Linked DNA regions of Rattus norvegicus: region 2 is linked to region 1. Evidence: chromatin contacts called from public Hi-C data. All regions are on one chromosome and are shown on one strand. Each heading gives the region's core, a stretch centred on a gene start, on an enhancer-like site or on the middle of the called end of the contact. The rest is flanking DNA. Distances are from core to core; before and after follow the strand shown. Region 1 holds the start of Rpl23 (ribosomal protein L23). Region 2 holds the start of Plxdc1 (plexin domain containing 1).

Region 1 (2,729 bases), core at 97-2,596:
GACAGCTAGGAACAGACAACCAACTGGAGATCTTTTCTGGTAAGACCAGGTAGTCTACTACTGAAGGGAAAACTTAGGCAGGCGAGTGTCAAGAGACCTGAAAAGACCCTAAACAGAGAAACAAGCTGCCCCATAAACCACAACAGTCAGGCATGCGGCTGTGCCTGCAAGCCCAAGTCAAGTCTCGTCTCAAACAGGAGCAGAAGTATTGATCTCACAGCCTCCCAACGGTGTAATCTAGGGGTCTTGATAGCCACGGAGTTAACATCCCTTTTCCTAATACCTGGAGAACTTCACTCTTCCACCACTACATACATAAGGCACCTACTCACCCTTTTTCCTTAGTTCTGGTTTGCCTTTCTTAACTGTGGCCATCACCATGTCGCCCACACCAGCAGCAGGAAGTCTGTTCAGCCGTCCCTTGATTCCCTTCACAGAGATGATATACAGGTTTTTGGCTCCTACAGAAAATAACAAGAAAATACATTTTGCATGTGACGGCAAGTATTCCCAATCTGGGGGTCAGCCTGGGCTATAGACCAAGAAACTCATCTCGGCAGAATCACAAACCAACCAACCAAAACAAGCGTTTTCTTAAATGCGTCCCAAACCCAGAAGCATCTTGTCACAACACCGATTGAAGTTAAACAACACAGCATGTTGCCACTTCACCCAAAAGCGGTGTTTTCACTCTGCCCCTTCTTGACGGCTCAGTGGGTCATCAGCAAAAGGCCCACTGAGTGCTTTTAAAAGGGGACCGTGACAGCACGCAGCCACAGGCCTCACCTGTGTTGTCAGCACAGTTGATCACAGCTCCTACCGGAAGACCCAGGGAAATCCGGAATTTCGCTCCGGAGGACCCACCACGTCCTGCAGGGAGAGAAACAGAGTAAGGGGGCCACTGCACAAGCTTTGGTGGAGACTAGCCTGTCCCCGACTACCGTCCCCTTGTCACAGAACCTGGCCGTCCCTTAAGTTACCATCCTCCTGTGGAGGTTAAGGAGACTGGTCGAGTGCACTTTTACAAAACTTTATCTATACAAGTCGGGAAACCGCAAAGACCGTCCAATCCGGTCAAAGGCAGGCCAACCCCACCGTCTCCGTTCGGCCCCACGCTCCGCTCCTACCCGCTCAACGCCAACTCCGCCGCCCTCCCCTTTCGGAGCTCTCCCTGGGCCTCTGTGATGCCCCATCTTCTCCTTCTCCGGCCCGGAGACTACAAAATATCACCGCAGCCGGGAGCCGTCGCCAAGGAACGGGCCGACCGGCCTACGCGGCGGATGCCAGCGGATCCCCAAACCCAAAATCCTCACCTCGCTTCGACATCTTGAGCGTCCGGAAAGAGTCAGAAAGGAAGTTAGTACAAGGGACACTGGGATATGAACTGGAGGCCACGCCCAGTCAGCCATGTGACCGGACCTCCTCTGACCCGCCTCCCTCCCCTGGTCGCAGGTATATGACGTAAAGCCCTGTGCCTCTTTGCGACTGCTCTGGATGTGAAAGCTGCCGTTGAGTTATGTAGGGGCGAGTAATTTTGGGTCATAAGTAAAAATAAATTGTTCTGTAAGAGTTCCCAAAGAACAGACAGAGATGGGGCGAGATCAAGCTCAGAATGGTTTCATTTGGCTACCGAACGTTTAAGTGGAACGCTACAGATGAGTCCATCTGTGTGCTCGGTACCATAGCATTCTCTTGTTATGAGGATTAACAATACTTTGTGACATTCACACAGTCGGTCAGACAACCACTCGGTCTCTTGTTATTAATTATTCTCAAGCTTACCCCACAGCTATCAGTGAACGATTGATTGACTCTATTGCTTCTTAAAGATATGTAAAGTTTCGTAAAGCCTAAATATAGTATAGTTTGTGTTCATGTATAGTATAATCAGGATGGGCATGTTTTAATTTATTTTACTACCTCAACCTCTCCCTATTTTCCTGACCTCTTACCTTCTGTTGATACATTCATTCTAAAGTGTATTGAATACCTACTTTAGGCCAGATTCCGTCCAGATTACACGAAGGAATAAAATAGAGCATTATTCTTGCCTTTATGGATTTTAGTCTGCCAGGGTAGACGTTGGTAATAGATACTGAATAATAGGGACAATTGTGAGAGTTCCAGTATATAGTTTGTTAAATGGGACAAAGTATTATGAAGAAAGGACAGTAAGATGTGGAAAGGTGATGAGGCAGATTGGAATAGAAACATTAGTGCCTGGAGGTGCCGGTTTGTCATCTCACCTATTCAGATGCTATCCCAAGTTCAAGCCCACCCTGAACCACGTAGAGACCCTATCTGAAAATACCAAATAGGAAAAAGGGGAAGGGATGTCTCGGTGGTGGAGTACATGCCTAACATATGCAAGATTTTTGTTTGTTTTGTTGGGACAGGATTTCTTTGTGTAGCCGGGGCAGTCCTGGAGCTACCCCTGTAGACCAGGCTGGCCTCAAACTCAAAACATTCACCTGTCTCTGCCTCTTGAGTGCTGGGATTGAAGATGTGTGCTGCTGCAGCCACCAACAGACGACGCATGCAAGATTTTATGGTCCTGGACTGGAGAGATGGCTCAGTGGGTTAAGAGCACTGACTGCGGGGCTGGGGATTTAGCTCAGTGGTAGAGCGCTTACCTAGGAAGCACAAGGCCCTGGGTTCGGTCCCCAGCTCCGAAAAAAAAAAAAAAAAAAAAAAAAGAGCACTGACTGCTCTTCCGGAGGGTCTGAGTT
Region 2 (2,729 bases), core at 167-2,666, 210 kb after region 1:
ACCCACTCAGTCCCTTCCTAGTTACAATTTTAAAATGAATTATCAGTTGCCTGTACATGTTTGAGAAGGAAAGAATGTCTTAAGGGGGGAAAAAAATCTTTCGTAATTCCACTTTCAACAGTCAAAGATTTTGTCAATAACCTCTTTTTATAAATCAAAAACCAAGCCCAGAGAAGGCAAGTAACTTGCCCAAGGTCACACAGCAAGTGAGACAGCAGAACTAAAAGCCAAGTGTCCAGCTAGCTTCTGTTGGGCACTCCCTGAACACTGAGAGTTCCATACTAGTCTCTAGACTTCTCTGTCCTCTGCCCCCCTGCGGTTACCACCAACATCGTCCACCGTATACCTCATCCCAACCCAGATTCATTTGGACTACATACTGTGACCATCAAAGTCAAGAACACAGTTGGGCACGCCGCTGACACAACAGCCAACAACAGCGCCCCATGAACTATCTCTTCCCTGATCAAGTGTGGGACATTCAATTCTCTTTTAAGGAGCTAGAAATAAAAACAACAACAACAACAACAACAACAACAACAACAACAAAATCCACCCTTACTCCCAGCTCTCCCTCCCCAAGAAAGCCTGGTGCAGAACCTAAATGATATATTTAAAAACGGCCTTTCTTGATAACATGAGGGATTCAAAGTAGATCCCTGAAAGGATCTCCAAGAGGAGGAAATGGCTTGAGAAACTGGTCTAAGAGTGTGCGGAATGGGAGCTCCTCCTCCACCCTCACTCCCCTGTCTCCTTGCGCAGCCAGTGCAACTGAGAGCCAAGCAGAACCAAGCAGGAGGGAGGAGGGGACCCTTGACCCAGGGGGATCGGGGAGTAGCAAACTGCTTTTTCCTGGGTTCCCTGCCTCTCCACCAGTACGCAATAGGTAGGGGAAGCAAGTTAGACGGCCACGCTGGTGCCAGGATGTCTCCCATCCTCCGGCGGCTCCCACGCAGTTCCAAGCCCAACTGGGACCCCACCTAGAGCAGCTGAGAGAGGCAGCAGGGAAGAGCACAGAAAAGCGAACGCCTTTCTGGAATGATCGCGGGTCCCAGGCTGGATCCCTTCTTGTCCTTCCGACAGAAGTAGGAAGTGCGCACCCTCTGGGCGCACACAGGCAAAGTAGGGTCCCTGTTCCCTATCCCCGGCGTCCTGCAGATAGCACCCGGGTACCCCTGGCGGGTCTGCACCTGCCCTGGACGCGCGTCCTACCTGCGGGTGTTGCGGGACTGAGCGCGCGCGCGGTCCCGCAGAGTAGCAGCAGCTGCAGCAACCAGAGCTGAGCCCGCATGGTGGGCGCGGACGACCTCCGGGTCGGCGCAGCGGCAGCGGCTGTAGAAGAGGCGACCCGGGGCTGGGAGAATGGGGAGCCGGAGCGAAGCGGGCACCGCGAGCGATGCGCGGCGTTGCGGCCTTGGGGAGCGCGGGCGGGAGGACCCAGAGGGCGGGGCGCGACGCCGGGGTCCCCGCCTCCCGGAGCTCCGCGCCGCACCCCACAGGACCCAGGACCGCGCCGGGACATCTCTGGTCACCGAGAGAACCCGGCTGTCCCAGAAACCTAAGGAAAAGGCTGAGGTGGAGGACCCCAGGATGCGCCCCTACTTGGGCCGTTGGCTCCCACCACCCATCCCCACAGCACGCGACTTTCTGAGCTGGTCCTTGAACTTCTGTGGTTTCCTGGTGTTGTACACAAGCGCGCACACAGACATGCACTAGGAATCTCACGCAGCCGAGCCCCCCAGCTTCTGCCCCAAGAGAGGCACGAATTGCATCTCCCCCCCACTTGACTGCCTCACACCGGGTCCCCAGCACCGACTCTCCTCCGACCCCGTCCAGCAGACAAGTAGGTGCTGGAGTCTGGCACATTCCCACTCTGAAGCAGATCGGGTGCCCCCTCCCGAGGAAGGCCAGAGCAGTCCAAGATAGACCCAGAGCCAGAAGTGGCGCCCACTGCCACCACACTCTGCCGGAGTCTGGGAATAGGGCACCTTTTTTTTCCTCTTCAAGGATGGAATAAAAATACCCGCAATTTAGGAGATTTAATAGACGGCATGGAATCAGGTCAAGGCACCAAGGTGCCTCTGACCTACTTCGTCGGAAGGCAAAGAACTGGGGCCTACAGAGTGGAGAGGGCTGAGGGGCTCTTGGCTTCCTCGGTGCCCGTGACCTGGAGAGTGCGGAAAGAAAGGGTGCATAGGCTGCTTCTTGGGGCGAATCCCGAGAAGAAGGGTGCAGTTGGGGGCAGAAGTAGGGTGTGGGTTTGAGTAGGTGGGTGGCCTGGCACTGAGGTCAAAAGATTCTGTCATCTTTCAGAATCCCAGTCTCACGCTCCTCTGTGTCCAAAAGCCTAAGGGTGGTTTCCCAAGACCTTAATGTAATATCATGTAATACTTTGAGACCTGCAATTGAAGGGAAATGTTGTTATTTTTCCAGACAAGGAGTAACGCCGTGGACCAGGTTGGTCTCGAACTCATGATCACTATTCCCGTTTCAGCCTATTGAAGAGATTACAGTGGTAAAACCACCAAACCCAGCCGGCCATTGAATTTCTAATTCCTTACCATTGAATTTCTAATTCCTAGCCTGAATTCTCCCAGGACAGCCTCTGAGGGAGCTAAGAAACTGTCCCTTCCAGCTGTGGCCTCCTACCGCCACCCAGCGGACACGTGATAAGCCACGGGGCTGGCGTTTAATCTACTAGAGTTGAGAGATTTCCCGCGCAGGCGCCG

Evidence for each region. A called contact is a pair of places that touch in the nucleus more often than the background predicts.
Region 2: a Hi-C map of kidney shows a contact between it and region 1, with 5 times the contacts expected there. The contact joins the promoter of Plxdc1 here to the promoter of Rpl23 in region 1. A contact is called at or near these places in 7 of 12 Hi-C or Micro-C datasets (the A7r5 cell line, the Rat2 cell line, Schwann cells and 3 more).

The regions. Positions count from the first base shown.
Region 1 is chr10:83,270,838-83,273,566 of GRCr8, forward strand. Rpl23 (ribosomal protein L23) reads right to left here and starts at 1,347. Exons shown (of 5, transcript NM_001007599.2): 1 at 1,314-1,347; 2 at 787-870; 3 at 333-461. The coding sequence starts at 1,326. LOC134478777 (small nucleolar RNA SNORA21) reads right to left here and starts at 756; the gene lies at 621-756.
Region 2 is chr10:83,477,035-83,479,763 of GRCr8, forward strand. It overlaps Plxdc1 (plexin domain containing 1), which reads right to left and starts at 1,417. Exons shown (of 14, transcript NM_001107046.1): 1 at 1,213-1,417. The coding sequence starts at 1,291.